Linked DNA regions of Mus musculus: all the other regions are linked to region 1. The links are chromatin contacts, called in public Hi-C, HiCAR-type, Micro-C and promoter capture Hi-C maps. All regions are on one chromosome and are shown on one strand. Each heading gives the region's core, a stretch centred on a gene start, on an enhancer-like site or on the middle of the called end of the contact. The rest is flanking DNA. Distances are from core to core; before and after follow the strand shown. Region 1 holds the start of Pwp2 (PWP2 periodic tryptophan protein homolog (yeast)). Region 2 holds the start of Prmt2 (protein arginine N-methyltransferase 2). Region 3 holds the start of Dip2a (disco interacting protein 2 homolog A). Region 4 holds the start of Pcnt (pericentrin (kendrin)). Region 5 holds the start of Arid3a (AT rich interactive domain 3A (BRIGHT-like)). Region 6 holds the start of Ybey (ybeY metallopeptidase). Region 7 holds the start of Lss (lanosterol synthase).

Region 1 (3,270 bases), core at 557-3,056:
GGTCTGAGTCTTCTTTAACAAACAGGTTCTCATTACTTCTGAGACCCTGAGATGTTATTTAAAGAGACAGTGACACAGAAGACCTGACTAGACCCAGTAATCCATCGACAGCAGGCACAGTAGGTTATACTGCTGGCCCAGCCTACAGTGTCTGGTAACGGAGGTCTAGGACTAGCCAGCTAACTGAAGCTAATGGGAGCACAGTGGCCAGAAGAACTGGAGGGTCTTGCCCAGGCTAGAGGGGATCAGCCTACAGACGTTCAGACAGTCAAGTGCTGAGTCATTCCTAGTCAGAAAAGGAGCCACAGCACATTTGTTGGGACAAGCAAAGCTAAGCCTAATCTCAGCAGGGAAGGTGGGAACCATCAGGGCTGTTGAGCAAGGACCCAAGACAGCCTGAACTCTCCAAACCACCTGTCCTGGGGCCCTTAGAGCCGCCCCTCCCCCCACAGTAAGTGCTCACCTTTTGAGATAACCTTCCTATCTGCCACCACCCCTACTTGCTAGCCAACAGCCAAAAGGCACATGACTTTTCCTTTCCCTTTAAGAGTAATGCTGGTGTTCTAGATACTAGAATGAAAAACGAGGACCTCAGCAGGCAACTCTACCATGACCTGTGTCCTCCTAAATCCAGTAGTCCTGCAAGCCACAAAGAGGATGGCTAGCCTTCACACGGAGGATAACGTCCCTGCTAACATTGTCTCCCCATACTTACTTCTTAAGGTCAAACACAGTGACTCTATTTCCCACGGGGCTGATAACAGAATTTCCATCATGTGTGAAATTTAAGTTTCCACACCGATAAACCGTACCCAACAAATTCGAGAACTGCAAAGGAAATGAATCAGTTTTAACACAGAGAACACAGCGTCAGCTCTCTGAAATGGTGATGAGAGGCATCTGGGCATAGGTAGTAAAGTACCTGACCATAGGTGTGTCCTGCCCCTGGGCAGAGGAGGAACCCAACTTAATTCTCAGGAGCCCAGGGTTCCCTTGAATGGTACTATACTCCCAAGACAGGAAGCATTTGCCAGGCACAGAAGGGCACAGGATCTCCATTCTAAGAGAAGCTGCTTCAGTGAACAGGGCTGCAGGAGATGCTCACCACGCCCACCGTGCTAAGTATCAGTGCCCCGGTGTATCCATTCAGTTATCAAAGGCAAGCATCTCCATCCAGCAGACACAGCTGGGTGTAGAGACCCGAGCCTTGTGTTCTATGTCCACATAGAAACGGCACATAGGCAATTGGACAGATGTCCAAACACTGCAAAGCCCAGCAGAGCAGTAGGGTAGTTGCTTACTGGGATTGCCTGGGCTAACTAAGGCAGGAGTCGATCTGGGGTGTAGGTGGGCAGCTATGCAACGAGATAACACCAGGCAGAGCTAGGCTCCTAAGAGGTATGATCAGCAGAGGAGCGCTGTCGAGACTGCTCCAAGAACTGGCGGCCCTGTAGAGAGCTGGGTGTTGCTTGAAGTTTGTTGTTAAGAGCCTTTCAGCAGCTATTGCTGTGTTGTCTGGCAAGAGGAGTTTGGACAGGGCTGGGTACAGCCCGAGACCTGTTGGGTAGGAGCCCGGAGCTCCTGGTATAAACCAGGAGCAATAGATTGCGATGGGTCGACCCACTAGTGCTTCCCACAGGCAGCCGAGATGACAACGACCTCGGTCTCTCCCGCGTCCTCGGAACCTTCCATCGCCCTCCCGTTGCCCCTGCCCGGCCCGCCGCTCACCCGGTAAGCGAATTTCATCCTGGAACCACACGTGGGGTACCGTACTGCAACCACTTCCGGAATACAAACAATCTCCGGCGCTTAAAACGCGCACTTCCGGGGCGGAGCCGCAACCCTAGTGTCCTGGGAAGCCCCGCCCGTCCCTCCCTCACCCCCACTCCCGCCACCACCCTGCCTCTACGCAGGCGCTGCGTAGCGGTGAACTAGCTGAGACCGCTAGGACGGTGGAGAATGGAGCTAAGTTCTAGGTCTCCATGCAGAGCCCAGTCCGGAGCTGAGAAAGCGAGCAAATCGTCACACACTCGCCTGTAACCGTGCAAAACAAAAACAAAAACCCAAGTTCAAACGGAGTTTCTTCTTAAAACGTGTATTTTTAGAATTTTAATGCTTACACTTTAAACGATCTTAGTACAGCGGCCTTACTCTGACATTATGTTACAGAACACTGTGAAAATGGAACCAACGCCTGCAGTGTCAAGGTGCGGCCGTCACCTTTCCTAGACCCCATCCCAGAGAACAAGAGCTGCCAACTCTCTTACAGAGAAAGGTGTCTTCATGAGAAATAACAGAACTACCAACATTTTAGATCTCCCCTTTGTTTTATTCTTAATATATATAATTAGAAAACCGTAGAGAACTCAGAAATATGAAACTCAGGGGGTGGGCGGTGAACTCAAGAGCCAGACTCCACTCTAAAGGACTACACACGGATGCGGGAGGCTAGCAGTGCCGGGTGGAAGCTTTTCTGCCAGGATCAAGTCTCAAAGACCTCCCCACACATGGACTTGACATCTGCAGGCCAACTGTCAAAGGTTTACCGAAAACAGAGTTCAGAGGGCTGTAGACATTCAGTAAGTACCAAGTTCTAATTTGCATACCCAGCTCCCCAAGTTTATTAGTTTTAAACTGCACATAAAATAGGTTTTCAGAGGGTTTTAAATAAATGTTTGTTTTTTTTTTGTTTTTTTTTTTTTTAAGGTTTATGTGAGTACACTGCCACTGTCTTCAGACACACTAGAAGAGGGCATCAGATCCCATTACATATGGTTATGAGCCACCATGTGGTTGCTGGGATTTGAACTCAGGACCTCTGGTAGAGCAGCCAATGCTCTTAACCACTGAGCCATCTCTCCAGCCCCAGTGTTTATTTTCTTTAAGCATTCCTCCAATTCCTGCAAATGAAAACCACTTGGTGGTGGTGTGTTGTGGGCGTCGTACTATCCTTTATTTACTGGCTGAGTTAAAAGCAAATACCCTGGGGCTGGAGAGATGGCTTAGCAGTTAAGAGCACTGAGTACTCTTCTGAAGGTCCTGAGTTCAAATCCCAGCAACCACATGGTGGCTCACAACCATCCGTAATGGGATCTGATGCCCTCTTCTGGAGTGTCTGAAGACAGCGACAGTGTACTTACATATAATAAATAAACAAATCTTAAAAAAAAAAAAAAGCAAATACACTGAATACTGAAAGTGTTGGCTTGGTTCTCCTGGTTCTCTCTGTGCCCCTGACTCTGGGCCCAAACATGGTCCCCAGGGGGCAGC
Region 2 (3,270 bases), core at 476-2,975, 1.9 Mb before region 1:
GTGAATTTGAGACCAGTCATGTCTACATAGCAGTTCCAGGCCAGCCATAGATGCACAGTAAGACCCTATATCAATAAGTTAAGTAATTGAATAAATTAAAACCCAAGGGAAGGCATACCATTAAAAGGGACACAAAACTGGCTGATGCTGACACCACAGACATGAAAATCTTGATTTTTTTAATAAACCTTTTTATTTGAATAGTCATTTCATTAACTGTACATAATCAATATTCCTTAAGATTGAAGGAGATCTTTTCTCTGGTAACATGGATCAAACTGAATATACGTACCCAAGACAGATCTTCTCGAGTACCAAGCATTTTCCTGGTCCTATGCTACGGCCATCTAAGAACAAGTACAAGAATCTGAAGCATGCTGAAGTGTCCCCTGAAGTGTTCATGACAATACACAGCATGGGACCTAATGACCAGACCCATCCCCCTGCCTCAACGTTCTCTAAATTCAAGCATCCTCCTGTGAGCCAGGACCTTGAGAGACAAGGAGAGTGACATCACCCCTGTAAGCTGGTACTGTTCCTCTGTATGATCATTACACGTGGCTCTTACGTACCAGAACCGGGATGACCTGTGACTCGCTGCAGGGACCTTCTCCTGGTGCCTCCATAGTTCAATATGATCATGTCTCATAACTGGGGCTTTACTTCAGTTTCTCTCCCATGCCTACTTGAAAGAAGAGAGAGAAGCACAAAGTGTTACACTGCCTGGTCAGTAATCTCATTTCACGGCTACAGTTTACTGTATGTGTTAAGAATGGAACAGGATTGGCGTTTTATCATCACAATTCATTAGAGGGCTTTTTAAATTAAAAAATCCAAATGCTGTGTGCTTCCTTTAATATGCTAGATTTATTCCTCTGAAGTCTCCTTTTTTAAGAGATATTTATGAAGCCTCTTTTTACTTAGAATAAATCAGTATCATTTTTTTTAGGAACACTTAATAGCTTAAACTCAAATTAAAACACCTTGCCCAGTACTTGACCTAACCCACAGGCAGAACTGAAATCCCCATGCCCGACACCCTCCTGTTCTTTAATTCTATTTTTTTACCCCCAGGGGCAATGTAACCCTAACTGGCTCTGAGATTACATCGATTCTTTGTTTAAACGCCTGTTGTGCGTCCAGATCTGGACTTCATACTTACTTCGTAATAATTAGAATCACAAATTATTTACAATTATATTTTCAGTGAAAAGCCTGGGAGGGTGCCCGGAGGAAGAAAGACAATGAATTGGAGGGTTCTCCAGGCCAAGCAGATGAGGCCATAGAGGCCAAGAATATAGAGGCATGGGGGATGTGGCTCGGGATACAGAAGGCAGGTGGGCGTGGTCCTGGAAGGGCGTGGCTCTAAGAGCCAGCGGAGGTGCGCAGGGGGAATTGAGAGGTGCAGCGAAAGGAGAGCGAAGAGGGCGGACGGTGCTGAGAAAAGGGGAGGGGGTAGCTGGAATAGAACCTTCGAGAGGGCACTCTAAAGCCTCCAGAGGGGGCGGAGGCCTCAGTGCGCTGGAGACATGCACAGGGAAGACCTTTTGCCTAGCTTGCCCTGCCTCACTTGCGATCCAGATGTCTAAGCTGTCCATTAAGAAACCTACCTCAGCCGCGTTTCTCCGCTGAATTCTAGGCTATACCAGAAAGGAACAGACGATGCCCACCCGAAGCCTGAGCCGCCGCCCTGGACCTGCGCAAGCGCGGAGCACTCCAGCTGGCCGAAGAGCACGCCCCGCCCAGGCCTGGGTGTCCTGCGCAAGCGCAGTGTGTATAAACTCGGTGCTGGTAGCTGTAGATAGTCTTGAGACAGGGGTTTTCTCTAAGAGCTTGTCACTCAGCGCAAGCGCATTTTCTGTCCCTGCTTCCGGCCGGTCGCATTGGGCCTTAAGGCTGCAAGACGCAGGTGAGAAAGTGTAAGGATCGACTTACCGGGAGATCTGTGGGAAGACTGGACTCCGGGTTGGAGGCCACAGGTGGTGTAGACCGCGCCCCCAGCGGATTCGAACCGAGGCAACAATTGGCAGGCTGAAGCAGGAGTGCGTACTAGCGCTGTCCTGAGTGTACCTGGGACTGCCGGTGTGTTTGATGCCCTTCTCCGAATGCTTAATAACCTAGTTTTGATCTGAATCAGCTTCTGCAGAATGGGACCCCCCTACAGTATCTTGGACTAAGTTTTGATCGTGGAACCAACATAGCTACTGAGACACGAAACACACCAGAGACCCCAAGTCCTGAAGATCCTGTGCTGAAGGGGTTGGGGGCGGAGGAGCAATGACACTGACATCAGGTGACCCTAAGCAAGGTTTCTTAAGCTTTCTCCACTAGCAATCCCATCCTACTCAGAAAGTTTTTCAGCGACTCTAGGTATCTAAAATAGGCATACGAATCAAACATTTACTGATAAGTGAATCAGAAAAGAATTTATTGTAAAACTCGGCATACACACAATTTTACCACTGACTAGAGACAAAAGCAGATTTGCATACTAATTAGGTGGATGCGTTTGTCCAATATAATCTAGACACTCTAATACATGCTGAGGAATGATAGGGAAATATTAAAATTCTTTGTTTTCTATAATTAAACCATCATGCTTCGGTTCGTGCAGTAGAAACACCACAGCTCATAACATAATCAATCATTCCAAACCTGCTGTGAGGCATCTCAGGGCTTGCAAGGCTTGTGCAAACCACACCTGTTGTGCCTTCAGTCCATCGGTTCAGTGGAGTCGCACAATGAACTGCAGCCAAGGGATGGGTCTGTCTGTGTGAGGACCTGGTCCTTTTTTTAAATCTGCCCAGTTTTCCATTTCCACCAGATGAAGAGGGCTGAAGCTCTGAGCCAGGATGCCACAGGTTGAAAAGAGTTTCCCACAATCTTCCAAGGCAGAAAAAACTGTCCTCAGAGCCCCCAGTGTGGCAGGCCTGAGACCTATTCTTGAAAGCCTGCTGGTGCCACGAAGCTCAGGCTCCAGGCACTAGGATCCACCCTTGCTAACCTAACATAGGAAAGGGTACCTGTGGTGGCTGAATAAAGAATGTGGCTTTGTAAGGGCTGGAGGTGGCTTAGCAGTTAAGAGCAGTTACTGTTTTTGTAGAAGACCCAAGTTTGGTTCCCAGCACCTATGTTAGGTTGCTCACAAACCACCTGTAACTTCCAGCTCCAGGGGACTCACTGCACTTGGGAGGCCGAGGCAGACGGATCTCAGAGTTCAAGACCAGCTTGGTCTACAGGTTGAGTTCCAGGATAGCCAGAGAAACCCTG
Region 3 (3,270 bases), core at 519-3,018, 1.8 Mb before region 1:
TTTTTCAGATCCTCACCATGGCACACACCTTATACCCTTTCCTTACATAAACCCCATGTATGTCTAAAACAGTATCAGTATAAGTAGATTTGATTAACTTAAGAGCTACTTCTATCGCTGACATACTTCAGTCCTGCCACAAGTTATGAAGTTTTTGCTTTGAGGAAATAATTTAATTAACTGTAAACTCGTAGCGAGCATTAAAAGCTATATAACCCTACGGAACTGAAATAACCGATATTCTGGAGCCGTAATGAGGAGCAATCTGCAACAACATATTTGATATGCAAAAGCCAAACTACAACTATGCGATTTCCCCTGGGGAGTCATATCAAATCCAGTACAATAGACCTTTTTTCTCAGAATCATTCCCAACCACGCCTCCAAAGAGAATCAAGGATTTTCAAAACGGAGCTGGAGAGATGGCTCAGTGGTTAAGCGCACTGGCCGTTCTTCCAGAAGACCTGGGTTCAAGTCACAGCACCAACATGAATCTAGGACCCAATTCTGGCCTCCAGGGAACACCAGGCACGCATAAGATATACAGACAAACATGCAGGGGAAATGCATATATTTAAAAAGAAAAAGAGAATTCTCAAAAACTCACTAAACCTACCACAGCAAAGCTTAACAATCTAAATGGGGTGGGGTGGGGGGGTGATGGATTCTAACAAGTTCTAATTGCATTTAAGTCTCAAAAGCAGAGTTAACAAGCACAGATGCTTTTCCACCAGGGTTGGAGGTCAGTTTATGGAGAACAGAACTCTTTTCCCAGGCGTCCAAATTGAGGGCGCCACTCCCATCTCTGGAGTTCTATTATTTCCCTAGTCTGTTTCTAACAACCACTTATTTGACTTTTTAACTTTTTAAAAATCCTCACCTAGAGAGGGCTGTCGGGTTGGCCCGGCGAGCACTTGCCCTCTAATCTGACAACCTGAGTTCATTCCCAGAACTCACAAGGTGGAAGGAGAGCACCAGCTCCCAGCTCCGTGCAAGCTGACCTCTGACCTCCCCACGCAGGCACCGTGACCCTTGCCTGTCCCCCACCTCCTCCCCCAGTGTAATTGTATCAAAATTCCGTAAAGGAATAAACCTTTTAAGTGTTAAACACGTTTTACATGTTTATAGGTTAATGCACTTCAGCCTCATAATCCACAAGGCGCAAGTGTACTTTTGCTTCGTTTTCTAGATGAGGAAACTGAGGCTCACGAGGCAGTCTGAGGTTCCAGGGGTGGGGCTCGGCTTCTGCATCCCGGGCTTCCTGCTGGCCGACAGGCTGCAGGGCACACGCTGGAAGCCCGGACCTGGACCGTGGCCTTGACGGTCGGGCAGCAAGAGTGCGCCTAGGCCCACCTCCCAAGCCAGTCCCTCCCGGTGTCCTTCGGAGGCCGGGCACCCGCCAGTCTGCAGAAGCTGGCGGGCTCTCCGGCGAGCGGCCCAGACAGGGATGCCGAGGAGAGGCCGGCGGGGATCCCGTATGAGGGTACCCGCAGGTTCCGGGGGTGACGCTCCCGGAGGTCCCTGGGCGGGGTCTCGGGCGAGGGTCCCTGGCGGGGTGGGGGGTGGGGGGAACCCGCGGCTCACCTTCGGACAGCTCCAGCTCCAGCTCCGCCAGGCTCTCGAGCACCTCGGCGGGCAGCGGCGCCGCCTCCAGAGGGCATCCGCGGTCGGCCATGGCCGGTGGCTCAGGCGTTCCCCCAACCGGGGCCTGCAGACCCGCAGCGGCCGCCCGCAGCCGGCAGCGGGCGGGGCGCGGCCGGGGCTGCTTCGCAGGGGCGCGGGCACGGGCGCGAGCGCGGCTGGCTCCGGCTCCGGGAGCGCGCTGGGGACGCGCGTGCGCGGCTGAGGGGCGGGGCAACGCTTGCGCGGGTACGCCGGGCCGGCCCCGCCCAGCAACTTTAAAGGCTCGGTTCCATTGGCCAATAAGACACGCCGGAGCAGCCCGGAGCTTTACTCCGCTTCGGGGTGCGAGAGGAGCGGCGGGCGGGAGAGCTGGACAGAGGCGCCTCGGGAGACGTGCGACCCCACCGAACGGACTTCAATGTCGCCCAGGTGACCCTCCTCCGGGATCCCCACCTTCTTCTTCCTCAGGAGCCCTGCTGGCACGCTTAATTCTGTCCGCGTTCCTGCTATGGTATCAGCTAACTCTGGCGGGTTTTCTGCCGCCCTTAAAGTGTGTTTGCTTATTCCCTTTCACAATAACCCTGGAAGCACTCTGACATTGACCAAGAAGGAGCTCTGGCAGTGTCTCAGTCCTTGAGATGTCCTTGGGGCATGGAAGCATAGATCTGACATGTTGGAAACCTTAGTGGGATTTTTGAAGGAGCTATTCTCAGAGTGGCGGTATATATACACATATACGTATAAACATGTATATACATACATACATACATACTTACATACATATATATACACACACACACACGCACACACACACAATTTTATTTCTACTACTCATTAGCCACCCTCTTGCCACTGTCTACATATATTAAAAATCCCAGGTAGGCAACAAAAAAGACCATTTTGGAGGCTTTCAGTGAGCCTAATATTACATCCACAAGGAACAGCATAGGAAGGTGTCCCCAACTGATTTTAAAACATCTGATTTGAGCTGACTAATCTGGTTATACAGGCAGGAGGTGTGGTATGCAAACGAGGGACTATTTATTTCCGCAGGTCACAGGTTTATATAGGAAGCAGTCACAAGCTTTGCATGAAAGCTGGTCAACACTTCTCACGTTTCTCTGATCAATGGTTTCTTCTAAGGAAGTGTTCCCTGTCCTCTTGAATGAATAATAGCTGCCGAAAGTTTACTGGTCGAGAAAAAAAAAAGCATCTGGGCTTCGCCTTTCGAGGCGGGTGCACTGTCTGGAGTGGGTGTGGCCAGAGCAAGGTTTCCTGGACCAGGTCTCCTGGATTCAATTGTAGTAGATTAGCTTGCTGCTGGAGTATTTTCACATTGACTGTAAAGTACGGAAAACAGCCAGACTTGAAGGCATTCCAGCAGGTTGCTGGGGAAGGAGCTGCTTAGCTGACAGTCCCTCACTCTAGGCTGCCAGGAATCAGGAAGGGAATGATGTCCTTGTCCTTCAAAGAGCTGAATTTTTATTTATTGACGTCGGAACAAAAAAGTGTTTACAATAAAGACTTAAAAATTCAACACAAAACGTTTTAAGCAGCATTTAACAACACTTTAGAGCATTTAACATTTGTTAAGGTTTATTTTATGTGTGGGTGTTTTGCAGGCAAGTGTGTACCTGTGCACCACAT
Region 4 (3,270 bases), core at 348-2,847, 1.7 Mb before region 1:
ACTTGGTCTCTGGCCATGAACCTTCAATGAGTGGCCTTCTGGTTCGTCTCATTAGCCTCCATCTCCCTAAGGATATCTAATTGGGTTCACAAACCCACCCAAGTACAGACACCAGTTCCCCTGGTGAAGTACTAAACTTCACATGCCCTCATTTCTCAAAGTGTCTATCTACATGTGCCCAGCTTATACCCCATAAGGGCCACAATGGCTTCTGGCCGGCACCTGTAATCTGACATTGCTGTGCTCTCATTTCCTCTGTGTATTTTGCATGTTTTTTCGAAGTGGGTGCAGGGTGATAGTGGTGGTGGGGTTGTTGACACAAATGAAGAATTGCTGTTACTAGGCGAACCACAAAATCAACACAGCCCTTTCATGAAGGCTATAGCTATACTGTCCTGACAGTACAGGGTAGGGACACAGCCTCTGGTTCCACAGCCATGATAGCTGGCCAGAGATCCACTTCCAAAATGTTCGCACCTTCTCTTCCTCTGAATCCCCATCACCTTTCAAATAACTATCTTGCCAGGCAGTGGTCGTGCATGCCTTTAATCCCAGCACTTGGGAGGCAGAGGCAGGAGGATTTCTGAGTTCGAGGCCTGCCTGGTCTACCAAGTGAGTTCCAGGACAGCCAGGACTATACAGAGAAACCCTGTCTCGAAAAAAACAAAACAAAACAAAACAAAAAAACAAAACAACTATCTTAACAGCCACAAGTGTTCCCAGGGTAGAGTCTCAAACAAATTCAAAATCTGAGGCAGAAGGAGGTGAGAAGAGGACCCTCGGTAGTATGGCAGTTGTGGGGCCCGGCCAGAGAGCGAACAACGAAATACAACAACAGGACACCACTAGGGAGCAAAGTTCTTGGTTCCCTGGGAAAATAAAGTCTGAAGACGGTCTTTAAAAAGCCTTGGACAGTTTAGTCTCAGGAAAGTGCCTGAGCACCGGAAGCACAACAACTAAGAATGCTAGGTGACCAGGACCCGCCCATGGCGCTCGGGCCCACCTACAAGTCGTACGTCTCTGACGCTGATTGGCTGTGGGTGTAATAGGGCGGAGCGAGACAGAGGGCGCTGGATTCAAGATGGCGGCGCCTAGGAAGTGAATTCCGCAGAAGCGGCGGGAAGGACAAGCGCCCGGCAGTTCCCACTGCTCCACCGCCACCGCTTGTGTCAAGCGGCGGTCTGAGCACCGGAACCGCTTTAGGATTTCTTCCCCACCGCAAAGCTGAGAGAAGGATGCTACCGTCTAACCTTGGCTCTCCCAGCCTCCACCTTCCTGCGCCGCTGCTCCTGCTCGTCTTCCATCTCCACCTGGGCTCCCGGCGAGTCGCTCGGAGGTGACAGGGCGGCGGCGACACCGCCTTCGCTCTATTTACACTCCCTCCCTTCACCCACTCGCCTCCCCACCCCCCATACACACAACTGTCAGCTTCGCCCCGCCAATCCGGAGCCCCGTGTGGCCTTGCGCACGCGCGCTCCGCTGACGCTCCAAGGGCGGAGAGCCATCTCTCTGGTCCCCAATTGGTACGCCGACGCTCTCCACCCTCTTCATCCACGCCAATGAGCGAGGCGCGGCGTTCCCGGGGCTCGCGGGCGTTCGTCGACTGGGCGGCGGGAAGGTTTGGACAAACCGTTTTCCCGAGGCGGTGCTACCTATCGCCCTCTCCCGACAGGAGGAGGACTTACATACCAGCGGCTCTCCATGCCTCCGGTGCGCTCTGGGCACTCTCTCCCGCACTTTGCCAAAGTCGTTTTTTCTGTCGCGATGTGTTTCTGCGAACACTGGGGCATCCTCTAGGATCCACCAGCCCCCACTTTTGGTTCTCAGGTGCAGTCAACTGGGAGTCCTGCTTCCCTTCTTTGACCACTTCGGCCCCTCCTGAACACGGTCCCCTGTCTTCAATCCAAATCCAAAGAACAGAGTATAGCCAGAGTTACTCATTGAATGACACCTAAAACTTAGACCGCTGTCCCCAGTGGACCCCAGAGTTGCCACCCAGGGCCGTTTTGCATTCACGCACACGCTTCAATGTACAGAGTCGCTGTGTGTTCAGGCACCTGACTCTCACTCCATCCATCACCTCTACCAGGAAAGTCTTTCTGCCATAAGGAAATAAAGAAACTATGGTCCATTTGTAGTAAGAGGCGCGTTTAAAGCTCATCGGTGGATTACAGGAAATTAGGAGGATTGGGCCCTTGGATTCCCTAGCCGGCAGCAGGTTCTTTCTTGCCTAACATTTATTAATTTATCATTGGGTTGAAACGTTGCAGGCTGTTAACATGACTAACATAAAAGGAGAGGATCTGAGCTCCAGGATATATGTCAAGAGCTTTGCATCCTGCACGGATAGGATAGGGAAGCTGGAGAGAGGGTAATGCCTATAAGAATGAATCCTCCTGAAGAACTCAGTAGTGTGGAATTTGGGAACAGGGAAATGCCGTAAGGGCTATAAAACCTATTTTATACCAAATCTGCATGACAGCCGTTTTTGCCTTCTCTCTAGGCTGACACCCAACTTTACAAGATCCAAAAAATAAATTGTTTCACTTTCATGACTCAAAAGACTTCAAGCCTCTTAGGAAGTGTCTCTTGCACTGATGAAAACACTGAGTGGGTGGGGGTCCCTCTGGACAGACCTATCCTCTAGGATATGTTGGTCTCAGTCTTTGAGCCATGCAATATTTAAGGAATGTTTGAAGGGTGGTCGGTCATATTTTACATATCAAAACTTAAAGGACTGGAGAGATCAGCAGTTAAGAGCATTAGCTGCTCTTCCAGAGAACCCCCAGTTGATTCGCAGTACCCAATGGTGGCTCACAATTGTTACTCCAGTTCAGAGGATCTGATGCACACCTCTGGCTTCTGAGGGCACCAAAAACTCATGTGGCGCACATTGGTACCCATAAAATAATTTTTAAAGTATAAATAAATACCTAATAATATTTATTTCTTTGAACTATGAGTATGTTTGTGTCTCTGTGTGGAACTGGCAGGTATCCTTAGAGGTAAGAAGAGGGTGTTAAATGCCCTAAAGCTGGAGTTACAGGCAATTGTGCGTCAACAGATGTGGGTTCTGGGATCTAAATTACCCCCTCACTCACTAAGGAAATCCCTGCTTCGTATAGTGGCACGTGTCTTATACCCAGCACTGGAGAGGTGGGTCTCTGAGTTCAGGGCCAGCCAGGGCTAAAAAGAGAGACCCTATGTAAATATAAAATAAAAAGACTTGCTTGCTTAAAGCCCAATGTTAAGAAGACATTTTCTGCAGTG
Region 5 (3,270 bases), core at 270-2,769, 1.7 Mb after region 1:
CCGACTCCACTAAGTTTTCCTAGGACCTCTATGCGTGAGCTGCTGAAGCCCTTCTGGTCTCGGTCTCTTTCTCTCTCTCTCTCTCTCTCTCTCTCTCTCTCTCTCTCTCACACACACACAGACACGAGAGAGAGAGAGAGAGAGAGAGAGAGAGAATGGGAATGTATGTTGCTTTCATTATCTTGGCAGAATGTTTTGGGGGGTTGCCCAAGTTTACAGGGGACACACAAGATGATTAGAGGGAGAAAGATCTGCTAGTAGCCCGTTTGATGCTGGAGAAGAATGCTGGTGTGCAGGCCCAGCTCCACCCCGGGGCCACACCCCAACACATCAAGGTGTCTAAAGTTTGAAGGCGCAGTTCGCTGCCACCTGCAACTTTCTTAGCCTTGCAGGCTAAGGTTCCAAGCAACTGCTGCAGTCTCAGATTCTAGGGAGGATTCCGGGAACTTGGATTGGCCGGAGCCACCCCATCTCTCCAGACACTCACACAAGTGGCTTTCAAGGGGCAGACTGCTCAAGATCCCCACAACAGTCTAACAAGGGACCTGAGCACCACCTATGGGGAACTAGTCGAGGTCGGGGGTTGCCCTGAGCACTGGCGTTACCCACTAGAATCGTCTCAACTTCTAGCTGAGCTCACATCATGCCTCGGTTTCCCAGCCTGCAAAATGGGACCTCAGAATCCAGTACTCTCCCGAGACGAACTGGGTAGACCGAGGCAGGGGCTTCACTGAGTTGGTTAAAGGATGGCCCTCCTTTCCCTCGCTCCTAGGTACGGTCGTCACGGTTCCTCGCATTTCCTCGAACGCGCGCGCAGCCCAACCCGGTGCTTTTGCGCACGCAGCGCCCTCACACCCCAGCGTCCCAGCCCCCGCAGATCTAGCCTAGCCGGGGGTTTTTAAGCCCATTTCAGAGACGTGGAGCCTCAGGCCCGGAAGGTTAGGGTAGCATAGTGGGCGGAGGTTCCAGCTCCAAGCTTGGCTTATCCATCTTGCGTTCCGGGTGAAACCAGGAAACGGCCGGGGGCCCAGGTGACTTTCCGCTCAGAGGTGGGGCGAGGAACCCTTTTTAACTCTTCGGGATTCCCGCGATGGGGCTCTCGCAGCCCCGCCCTCCCGCTCGCGGCCTCTGCGCCGTGGGCTGCGGCGTGCACTTTGCGCACGGTCCCTAAGATGGGGGCGGAGCGTCCCTCAGTCCGGTTCCCCCTTCCTTTTATTATTTATTATCATTTAAAGGGGCCGCGACCTGAAGTTTTCCGTCCACTCTGTGGCGGCTCTCCGGCTCCCCTCCACCTCCTCCCACCGTGGACGTCCTCAGATTGAGTTGGAGAAGGGGGACCCCGGTGTGGTGTCCTGGGAAAGCTTGGAAAGGGGGACCCTGGAGAGACACCCACCACCTCCTCCTGCGTCCCCGGGGCTGCTGAATCACCGGCGAGGTATTTGCATCTGAGAGCAATTTGTCACACGGCGATTCGTCTGCTGGGTGGGGGAGGGGCGGGGCGGGGGGCCCGGTCGCGCGCGGAGACCTCGTCCCTATCCGATCCAGACGGATGGAGATGTAGACGCGGCCTGGAGACTCGGTGAGGCGGGTGACCCCGAAGCCAGGAGCGTGCACTGGGCACCAGGGGGAGGCCAAGGGGGAGAGAGGCCACCGGAGGCCACCAGCAGGCTGGACTCTGGGCTGGGCTCCGGGCACCGGGGCATGCGCCCCCCGGGCCACCCCGGGCGGTAAGGCCTTTTGCAGCGCGGCTCTAGCGATCTCTCCTAAAGGTGGCAGCGTAGGGCACCCTGGAAACCGACAATTGCGGGGTCTCCAAAGTTAGGCAAAGACGCGCGCGTAGAGGGGTGCAGGGCTGAGTATGCGACTTGACGGATCAGAGTTGGGGTGGCTGTTGCGGTTGTAGATCTTGGAGACCTTCATCCGGTACACGAGTGCGCGGGGGTCGCGAGTGCGCGCTGTCCCCTGGCGGAAGGAAACGGACCCGGGGTGTGTGTGTCTGTGTATGTGCGCGCGCGCAGAGGACTGGGGGCTGCGCTCTGGGAACATGGTTTTGCTTTTTCTTATTAATTAAAAAAGATGTTTGGAGATAGGATCTTACTGTGTAGTACGGGCTGACTTAGAACTCGAGTTAAAGCTCAGACTAGCCTGAAACTCGAGGCCATCCCCCTGCCGCAGCTTTCCTTCCCAAGTGCTTGGGAAAATCCCAGGCCGGGCGCGCCACCACGCCCCGGTACCTACAGTTCTTTTTCTCTTCCAAACCTGTGTCCAGCGGGGTCCGCCCATCTCCCCCCCCCCATTTCGTTCCCTAGCTCCAGTGTACTACTGGGACTGGGGTCTCCACTTGCCCCGCGGGGTGCGCCCATCCAGATCCCTCCGGTAGGGTCCCCTGCCCCCCCCCCCCCGACACAAAAGAGGGAGCAGGAAGCGCGGAGTGCGCGCGTGTGTGTCAACTCGCAGCGGGTTTGTCAAATATCTTCCGTTTTTTACGACTTGGGCAGCAGGGTCACCCCCCCTCCCCAGCTCGCTCTTTCCAAGAAGCCTTTGAAATACCGACTCCACTGGGGGGGTTGTTTGTTTGTTTTTTTGTTGTTGTTTTACATTTGTCCTCTGACTGGGGTGTGTTTTTGCACACGTCTCCTGGGGGGGCACAGTGCCTTCTTTCCCAGCCCCCTCCCCAGCTCCTGCCCTTCCCCCTCCACCTCCCTTGGAGGAGAGAGGGGCCCCTTTCGCCACCCTCGGGCCCTGGCCTTGCACAACTCCAAATAACCGTGTTTTGCAAGGCCTGGCCGAGCTAGTGACCTCTCTCTCTCTCTCTCTCTCTCTCTCTCTCTCTCTCTCTCTCTCTCTCTCTCTCTCTCTTCCCTCTCTCCCTCTCCCCCTCCCTCTCTCCCTCCCTCCCTCCCTCCTTCCCTCCCTCTCTCTCTCTCTCTCTCTCTCTCTCTCTCTCTCTCTCTCTCTCTCTCTCTCTCTCTCTGACCTGAGGCTTGGAGGTGGTGGGGGGACTAGGGTGTGGCTCTGGGTCTCTTCCCCACTGCAGCCAGATCCCCCTTCCACAAACACCAGCTACCAGTTCCTAGTAGATCTTTCTGAGAATGCCATAAATTGAGGGTGGGGGCCAAGGACAAAGGGCTGGGGGAGGGGTCTATAAGGATGGGCAACGTTGGCTCAGGGTACCGGTACCTCTAGAGGGTGGGGGATGTCCAGGCCTGACCTAGGGGCAGCTTTGGGGTTTCCATCTGTGTCCCTCCAGGGCTACCAGCCCCACCAGTG
Region 6 (3,270 bases), core at 410-2,909, 1.7 Mb before region 1:
TGTGGTTCCTTGTAGCTATCTATCGCAAGGGAATCTGTTGATAATGCTTACCAGTTTTTACTTTTCTGTCCAAGCATTTACTACTGAGGTACACTTAAAACTGCAGACACTCTTATTTGAATTTCCTGAGGGCACTGAGTTAGTGAGAGTGGTCCCTGCATAGAGGAATTGTGATGTTTAGGGCTAGACATACTTAATGGGTCTATGTCATATTGCTTCATTTCTGTTTTTTATTTGCTTGTTTTTGAGATAGAGAGGATTTTTTTTTGGACCGAGTTTCTCTTTGTAGCCCTGGCTGTCCTGTTAATCACTCTGTAACACCAGGGTGGACTTGAATTCAGAGATCTGCTTTTCTCTGCCTCCCAAGCATTAGGACTAAAGGTGTGTGCCACCACTGCCACCCGGCTGAGAAAGGGGCTTCTTATGTGGCTTTTGTCTGGCCTTAAACTAACCAGGCAGACCAAAGGTGGCTTTGAACTCACAAAGATTCGACTGCCTCTGCCTCTTGGATAGATGGGATTAAAGGCATGCACAGTCACACCAGGCTAGACTTCAGTGCATTTCCAGAAAACTTCAAAATCAAAGATAACCAGATCTGTAATGTAATTAACAGGAACTATTCTGGAAGGAAGGTAAGCTGTACGAGAAGAACATATATACATACATATATATTTATTTTAAATATGAGGTATACATATTTACCTCATGAAATGAGAAAGAAAGCACGTCAGTTGGGACATTTTTATTCCTGTAGATCCTATTAATGTTCTGAATAGTCTTGTTGTCAACACAGATGATCCCCAGGTCAAATTTCTTCACTCCTAAGATACTCCTGACTAAATCCATCTTCCTGCGAAGTGGCACTCTTCTGATGGGGACCACCCGCTGCAGATTTTTAATCACCAAACTCATTTCGGGAAGAACACCCAGCCCTTTAAAAAAAAAAAAAAATGGTTGGAAGGAACCTGTGGTTAAAGTTCGAGAAAAGACCCGTAACTACTAGAGAGTGATAAGTTATGTAAAAACACACACGCGCTCACAATAAAACTTTATTTGATGGGATTTATCTGGTGGCAATGCTAAGGGAAATCACCTTTATTTACCCTAGGAAACTAATAAACAGGGTAGACTGGGCACAACGTGCAGAATAAGGCAAGTGGTTTGGGGCGGTTGCAATGGTGCAGGACCAGGTGAGGATGAGTGTGGGTGAGCAAATGGGGTCGCTGTGGGTCCAGCGTCTCTCGGGCACTCAGGCTGGAGGATCCACGCACGAACGAGGGGCTTCCACGCCGCACAATGCGGGATCGCCGTGCACTTACCGAATCCGACCGTGAAGAAGGTCGGGGGTCTGGCGGGCCGCCTGCCGGAAGATCAGCAGCAGCACACCCCAGAGAGCGGAAGCCGGATGCGGAGGACCGGAAGTTGGTCCTACAAATTTGATGTCCGTAGCGCACACCCAAGAGCCCGCTCCAGTGGCCGGTTTGTTGCGGTGCGGTGGGCCCGGTAGAGGCTGCACGCAGACTGTGGGCGAGCACAAGCGCTGGCGACAGTGGCCGTATCTGGCGGACTTGCTCCTCCCTCCGCGGCCTCCGCTGTCCCTTGTGTCTTTGCCGAGTTGCTGAAGGCCTTCACTAGTCTTCGCTCGAAGGCGTCTGTTAACCTAGCGGCCGGCTTCCGGAGTGTTAAGCATCGGGGATAAAAAGCTATTATTTCTAGACCAGGGCATCGCAAGTTCGAGTTACCGGGAGAAAAATGAGATGGTAGGAACCCAAAGCAGTAACATTTTAAATTACGGTTTTTGTGTTTTTATTTATTTATTTATTTATTTTGCCTTGGAGATCGCAAGAATCTGATAAGTGATGTGTTCCCGTCTTATTACTGAGGTTTTGTTTGTTTGTTTGTTTGCTTGTTTTTTCCCCGAGAAGGTATCAATTGAATAAAATGCTTTGCATTTTTATTTTAATCATAACGGATCAGGCTTCACCTAAGCCTGCTGGAGCACACCTGTGGTCCCAGCAGAAGGGAGACCGAGGCAGAAGAAAGGAACTTAAGGTTGTGCTTGATTGTAGTAAGCTTGAGGCAAGCCTGGGCTAAGCGAGACCTTGTCTTTTTTTTTTTTTTTTTTTTTTGGTTTTTCGAGACAGGGTTTCTCTGTATAGCCCTGGCTGGCCTGGAACTCACTTTGTAGACCAGGCTGGCCTTGAACTCAGAAATCTGCCTGCCTCTGCCTCCCGAGTGCTGGGATTAAAGGCATGCGCCACCAAGCCCGTTTTACGAGACCTTGTCTTTAATGAAAAGAAAAAGAAAAAAAAATCTTTAAACCTCCCTTACACCATAATCCATTTCTAATACCCTGTGTCCAAAACCTGTTGATCTGTGAGTGGTCGGCGGCCCGTTGTGCCCTTGCCTTTTAAATAATTGTCTTAGAATTTCTGTGATTTAAGAGTTGGAGCAAAATATGCTGTGATGTCCTAACCTTTTTTTTTTTTTCCAGGTCATCCTGAGGATGAAGGAGAGCTTCCCCTGGCAACAGATAATTTAAAGAGGAGAGCTACTTGTGTATAGTCCATATTTATTGCCTTCAGATAATTGGCTTGAAGATGCACCCGGTGAACCCCTTCGGAGGGCAGCAGCCCAGTGCTTTTGCGGTATCTTCCAGCACCACGGGAACATATCAGACTAAATCACCATTTCGATTTGGCCAGCCTTCCCTTTTTGGACAGAACAGCACACCCAGCAAGAGCCTGGCGTTTTCACAAGTACCAAGCTTTGCAACACCCTCTGGAGGAAGCCATTCTTCCTCCTTGCCAGCATTTGGACTCACCCAAACCTCAAGTGTGGGACTCTTCTCTAGTCTCGAATCCACACCTTCTTTCGCAGCTACTTCGAGTTCCTCTGTGCCCGGCAATACGGCATTCAGCTTTAAGTCAACCTCTAGTGTTGGGGTTTTCCCAAGTGGCGCTACTTTTGGGCCAGAAACCGGAGAAGTAGCAGGTTCTGGCTTTCGGAAGACGGAATTCAAGTTTAAACCTCTGGAAAATGCAGTCTTCAAACCGATACCGGGGCCTGAGTCAGAGCCAGAAAAAACCCAGAGCCAGATTTCTTCTGGATTTTTTACATTTTCCCATCCCGTTGGTAGCGGGTCTGGAGGCCTGACCCCTTTTTCTTTCCCACAGGTGACAAATAGTTCGGTGACTAGCTCAAGTTTTATCTTTTCGAAACCAGTTACTAGTAATACTCCTGCCTTTGCCTCTCCTTTGTCTAACCAAA
Region 7 (3,270 bases), core at 282-2,781, 1.7 Mb before region 1:
TGGCTGTCCTGGAACTCACTTTTGTAGACCAGGCTGGCCTTGAACTCAGAAATCTGCCTGCCTCTGCCTCTGGAGTGCTGGGATTAAAGGCGTGTGCCACCACGCCCAGCTCAAACTGACTTTTCTATTGTGAATTTTAAAAACTTAATGTGTACGGGTGTTTTAACCAGCATGTATGTACTTACATCTCACACATGCCTGGTGACTGAGGAGGTCAGAAAATGGCATTAGATTCCTTAAAACTGAAGTTATAGATGGCTGTGAGTCACCATGTGGGTGCTATAAACCAATTCCAGGTCCTCTGAATGAGCAGCAAGTGCTCTTACGCACTGGACTTAAGTATTGGCCTCCAGTCCCCAAATCAATAGTCTGAGGCAAGGCTCAGTTAAAATGCCTTGTCTTATATCTTTACAAGTTTCTAAACTGGGCAAAGAAGAGGTTAGTGTTCTTGACTAGCCATCTAAAATTCCGATTTTCCATCTAGGGAAGGTGTGTGAGTGTTCTTTGCCTCTTACTTCTTCCTTCTCTGATTTGTGGTTCATGGCCCCTTCCTTGGCAGCGTTTTGAGGGCTAGGTGCAGGGAGGCTATCGGGTTTGGGTAGTTGTAAGTAAGTCGGCACTCTGTAGGACACACTGTACCGCTGGGAGTTCTTGGAATTATATTTTTCTGATCTCTGGTCGTCATTCCTGCATGCCAGCAATGCTTCTCAAATACTATCTGTTCAAATGTTCTTCATTGCACGTCTCTACTAGATTCTGCCGGCATACCACAGGCTTTCCTGCTTCCCTCTCTACTGTCAAACATAATCAAGGCTTTTCCCCCTTTAACTTGTAGGACTCCAAGCTCCAGGTATCCTGAGAGTAGTGCTGTGGCTAGGGAAGTGGAACTCTACCTGCTAATGGGAGTCAGGACACAGCCCTCTGCACACTCTGCAGCTGCTCCCTGTGAGGAGCCTGTGCCCGCTTTCTGAGAACACTACTCTGACCCTCTTCCCAACTACGTGTCATCATAGTTTCCTCCTCCCTTCACTCGGGTCAAGGCCCCTGCCCCATGATGGTCCATGTGGTGCCTCGGATCAACGCTAGTTTCACCTCAGGTCACTCATGCCTCTTCCGTACTTCTGAAGCACTCGTGGTTTCCGCGGCCTCTTTCCTGCATGTCGGAGGGGCCATTTTTCACCAACCCTGTAGGTATCCCGGCTCAGAACACCCAGACCAGAAGTCCAAGGCTGTCATCAATAAGGATCTAGAGGGGCCGGCCCCGCCCCCCATCCCGCCCCGCCCCTCCAACGGGCCTGCCCCTCCCACAGGCCGTCCTCGCCCACAGGCCGGCCTCTTTCATAGGCCCCGCCTCCAAAGCGCTTCCCGCCCCGCAGCCACGCCCCCTGGTGCCCTCGCGGCGTCGGGCGGCCCTGCGCCCAGCCACTGTGGTCGCGGTGCGTCTCTCGTGCCCACCTGGTGATGCTCTGATTGGCCGAGCTCGCATCGGCCCACCCAGTAGTTCCGGTCGGCCGAGGCTCGCGCCTGCGCAGTGCACTAGGCTGTCAGGTAAAGGGCTGGCAAGCGGTGGCAGAGAGTAGTGCTGTCATGACTGAGGGCACGTGAGTCGCGGACCCTGGGCTTCCCGCGGGTGTTGCGAGGGACGCGGCAGGGCGGTGGCAGGGAAGGTGTCTGGACAGCAGGGTGGCATGGCTGGTGGCTCTGCATGCCTGGATTGCAGGCATCCCACCTGGGCGGAGTCTAAGGAAGGCTGCTTCCTCTCGCTGGTCCCCTCAGGTGTCTGCGGCGTCGTGGGGGACCCTATAAAACTGAGCCCGCCACCGATCTCACCCGCTGGCGGCTCCAGAATGAGTTGGGTCGGCAGAGATGGACTTATTATCAAGCGGAGGACGACCCTGGTCGAGAGCAGACCGGGCTAGAGGCCCACTCTTTGGGACTGGACACAGTAAGTGATGTGATTCTGAAAGCACCATTCCATCCCAAGACTGGAAGCCATCACTGATCAGCCTACACCGTGCCTTCCTGAGCCAGAGCTCTGAAACAGTGGAGAGCCTTATTTAAAAAACAGGCAACCAGCCAGTAATATATGCATATGTGTAAACCAATGTATATGTGGGTATAGTGTGATATGAGGAAAAGCTGACTATAAGAGGATCAGGAAAGTTCACAAGTTATGTAAGAAGATGTAAAGCTAGTTGCTTTTCTAGTTCTAACTCTGTCATGGGCTTTGTGGTTTGGGCAATAGATTAATGCATAAAATATAGTGGGTACTGAAAGTGCATCATTTTATGGAAAGTTTCACAGTCTCCCTTTTCAAATGCCAAGGTCATTAAGTTGAGTAGACTTTGTGTTTGGTTAATTTTGGTGTGCGATGTTTTTATTAATTTGCAGGTTTCTTTTTATTTTAATAATAAGGCTTATAATTTTTTGTTTTTTAAAACAGATATGAACCTGGGCCCGGCAGGCATACCTGTAATCCTAGCCGCTGAGTAGGCTGTGACAAGGATAAAGTTTAAGATCTGCCTGGGCAGCTGAGTAGAGCTTGTCTCAGAAAATAAAGAGGCTGGGCATGGTAGTGCTGGTCTTTAATCCCGGCACCCAGGAGGCAGAGGCAGGCAGATCTTTGTGAGTTTGAGGCCAGCCTGGTCTACAGAGCAAGTTCTAGGCCAGCCAGGTCTACGTAGTGTGACCCTATCTCAAAAATGATAACAAATAAATAAAGAAGAGGGCTGCTGATGTGGGTCAGTGTTTGTGAGTGTTTGCCTCAATTCAATCTAAACAACAAAAAGTGTGGTACCTCCTTCCGGAGACAGGAGTAGAAGCAACCCTCGTTATTTAAGTCCCTCCACCTCAGAGACCTGTGGAAGAAGTTGCCCTAATTTGGTTTCATTTTGAGCATTCCACTTTGATATTTAACTTTTGATTTGCAGGAGAATTACAAAGATGGGTGTGATTTTTGTTTGGATCCACAAGATGAAATACTTAGGACCTGATTTTCTGGTTGTGTGTGTTGGTGCATGGATGATGGACAGCTAATCATGGAGCAGTTAGTTAGCTCACAGGCTTCCTGTGAGTCTTGGCCATCCGCTGGGAAGATCTCTCTCTGAGCAACGCCTATGCTATTGTGTGGGTCCTTTGTGAAAGAGTCCCAGTATCAGTTGGGCATCAGTACCCTGCCTTCCCTGTGGTCTGTGCTGGGCTTAGTTAAGACATGAAGTTTTGAAGAGATTTATAGATTAATGGCTGGAAGGGAAATTGTGACAACATGGA

Evidence for each region. Promoter capture Hi-C pulls out the DNA fragments that hold promoters and counts their contacts. Hi-C and Micro-C count contacts between places; a contact is called where the count stands out from the background. HiCAR-type assays count read pairs that join an accessible place to other places. Capture Hi-C pulls out chosen DNA fragments and counts their contacts.
Region 2: a contact with region 1 is called in a Hi-C map of CD4 T cells, with 8 times the contacts expected there. The contact joins the promoter of Prmt2 here to the promoter of Pwp2 in region 1. A contact is called at or near these places in 1 of 39 promoter capture datasets (liver) and 1 of 484 Hi-C or Micro-C datasets (CD4 T cells).
Region 3: a promoter capture Hi-C map of pre-B cells shows a contact between it and region 1, with 5 times the contacts expected there. The contact joins the promoter of Dip2a here to the promoter of Pwp2 in region 1. A contact is called at or near these places in 3 of 39 promoter capture datasets (liver and pre-B cells).
Region 4: a contact with region 1 is called in a promoter capture Hi-C map of liver, with 3 times the contacts expected there. The contact joins the promoter of Pcnt here to the promoter of Pwp2 in region 1. A contact is called at or near these places in 2 of 39 promoter capture datasets (both in liver), 1 of 115 datasets of contacts at active chromatin or transcription factors (pancreatic cancer cells) and 1 of 9 other capture datasets (liver).
Region 5: a promoter capture Hi-C map of pre-B cells shows a contact between it and region 1, with 3 times the contacts expected there. The contact joins the promoter of Arid3a here to the promoter of Pwp2 in region 1. A contact is called at or near these places in 1 of 39 promoter capture datasets (pre-B cells), 1 of 484 Hi-C or Micro-C datasets (B cells) and 1 of 115 datasets of contacts at active chromatin or transcription factors (embryonic stem cells).
Region 6: a contact with region 1 is called in a Micro-C map of the G1E-ER4 cell line. The contact joins the promoter of Ybey here to the promoter of Pwp2 in region 1. A contact is called at or near these places in 1 of 39 promoter capture datasets (liver) and 2 of 484 Hi-C or Micro-C datasets (B cells and the G1E-ER4 cell line).
Region 7: a contact with region 1 is called in a HiCAR-type map of astrocytes, with 4 times the contacts expected there. The contact joins the promoter of Lss here to the promoter of Pwp2 in region 1. A contact is called at or near these places in 2 of 484 Hi-C or Micro-C datasets (B cells and CD4 T cells) and 1 of 115 datasets of contacts at active chromatin or transcription factors (astrocytes).

The regions. Positions count from the first base shown.
Region 1 is chr10:78,183,343-78,186,612 of GRCm38.p6, forward strand. Pwp2 (PWP2 periodic tryptophan protein homolog (yeast)) reads right to left here and starts at 1,807. Exons shown (of 21, transcript NM_029546.2): 1 at 1,729-1,807; 2 at 716-828. The coding sequence starts at 1,746. It overlaps Trappc10 (trafficking protein particle complex 10), which reads right to left. Exons shown (of 23, transcript NM_001081055.2): 23 at 2,080-3,270.
Region 2 is chr10:76,236,140-76,239,409 of GRCm38.p6, forward strand. It overlaps Prmt2 (protein arginine N-methyltransferase 2), which reads right to left and starts at 1,726. Exons shown (of 11, transcript NM_133182.3): 1 at 1,611-1,726; 2 at 573-682. The coding sequence starts at 626.
Region 3 is chr10:76,343,523-76,346,792 of GRCm38.p6, forward strand. It overlaps Dip2a (disco interacting protein 2 homolog A), which reads right to left and starts at 1,769. Exons shown (of 38, transcript NM_001081419.2): 1 at 1,585-1,769. The coding sequence starts at 1,675. Gm40699 (a long non-coding RNA gene) reads left to right here and starts at 1,773. Exons shown (of 2, transcript XR_871838.2): 1 at 1,773-2,052; 2 at 3,246-3,270.
Region 4 is chr10:76,441,315-76,444,584 of GRCm38.p6, forward strand. It overlaps Pcnt (pericentrin (kendrin)), which reads right to left and starts at 1,598. Exons shown (of 42, transcript NM_008787.3): 1 at 1,251-1,598. The coding sequence starts at 1,304.
Region 5 is chr10:79,925,822-79,929,091 of GRCm38.p6, forward strand. Arid3a (AT rich interactive domain 3A (BRIGHT-like)) reads left to right here and starts at 1,520. Exons shown (of 9, transcript NM_001288625.1): 1 at 1,520-1,579. It overlaps Gm40715 (a long non-coding RNA gene), which reads right to left and starts at 1,170. Exons shown (of 2, transcript XR_001779822.2): 1 at 641-1,170.
Region 6 is chr10:76,467,455-76,470,724 of GRCm38.p6, forward strand. It overlaps Ybey (ybeY metallopeptidase), which reads right to left and starts at 1,660. Exons shown (of 5, transcript NM_172550.4): 1 at 1,320-1,660; 2 at 703-932. The coding sequence starts at 912. It overlaps Mcm3ap (minichromosome maintenance complex component 3 associated protein), which reads left to right and starts at 1,448. Exons shown (of 29, transcript NM_019434.3): 1 at 1,448-1,760; 2 at 2,495-3,270. The coding sequence starts at 2,601.
Region 7 is chr10:76,530,074-76,533,343 of GRCm38.p6, forward strand. Lss (lanosterol synthase) reads left to right here and starts at 1,532. Exons shown (of 22, transcript NM_146006.2): 1 at 1,532-1,601; 2 at 1,777-1,945. The coding sequence starts at 1,588.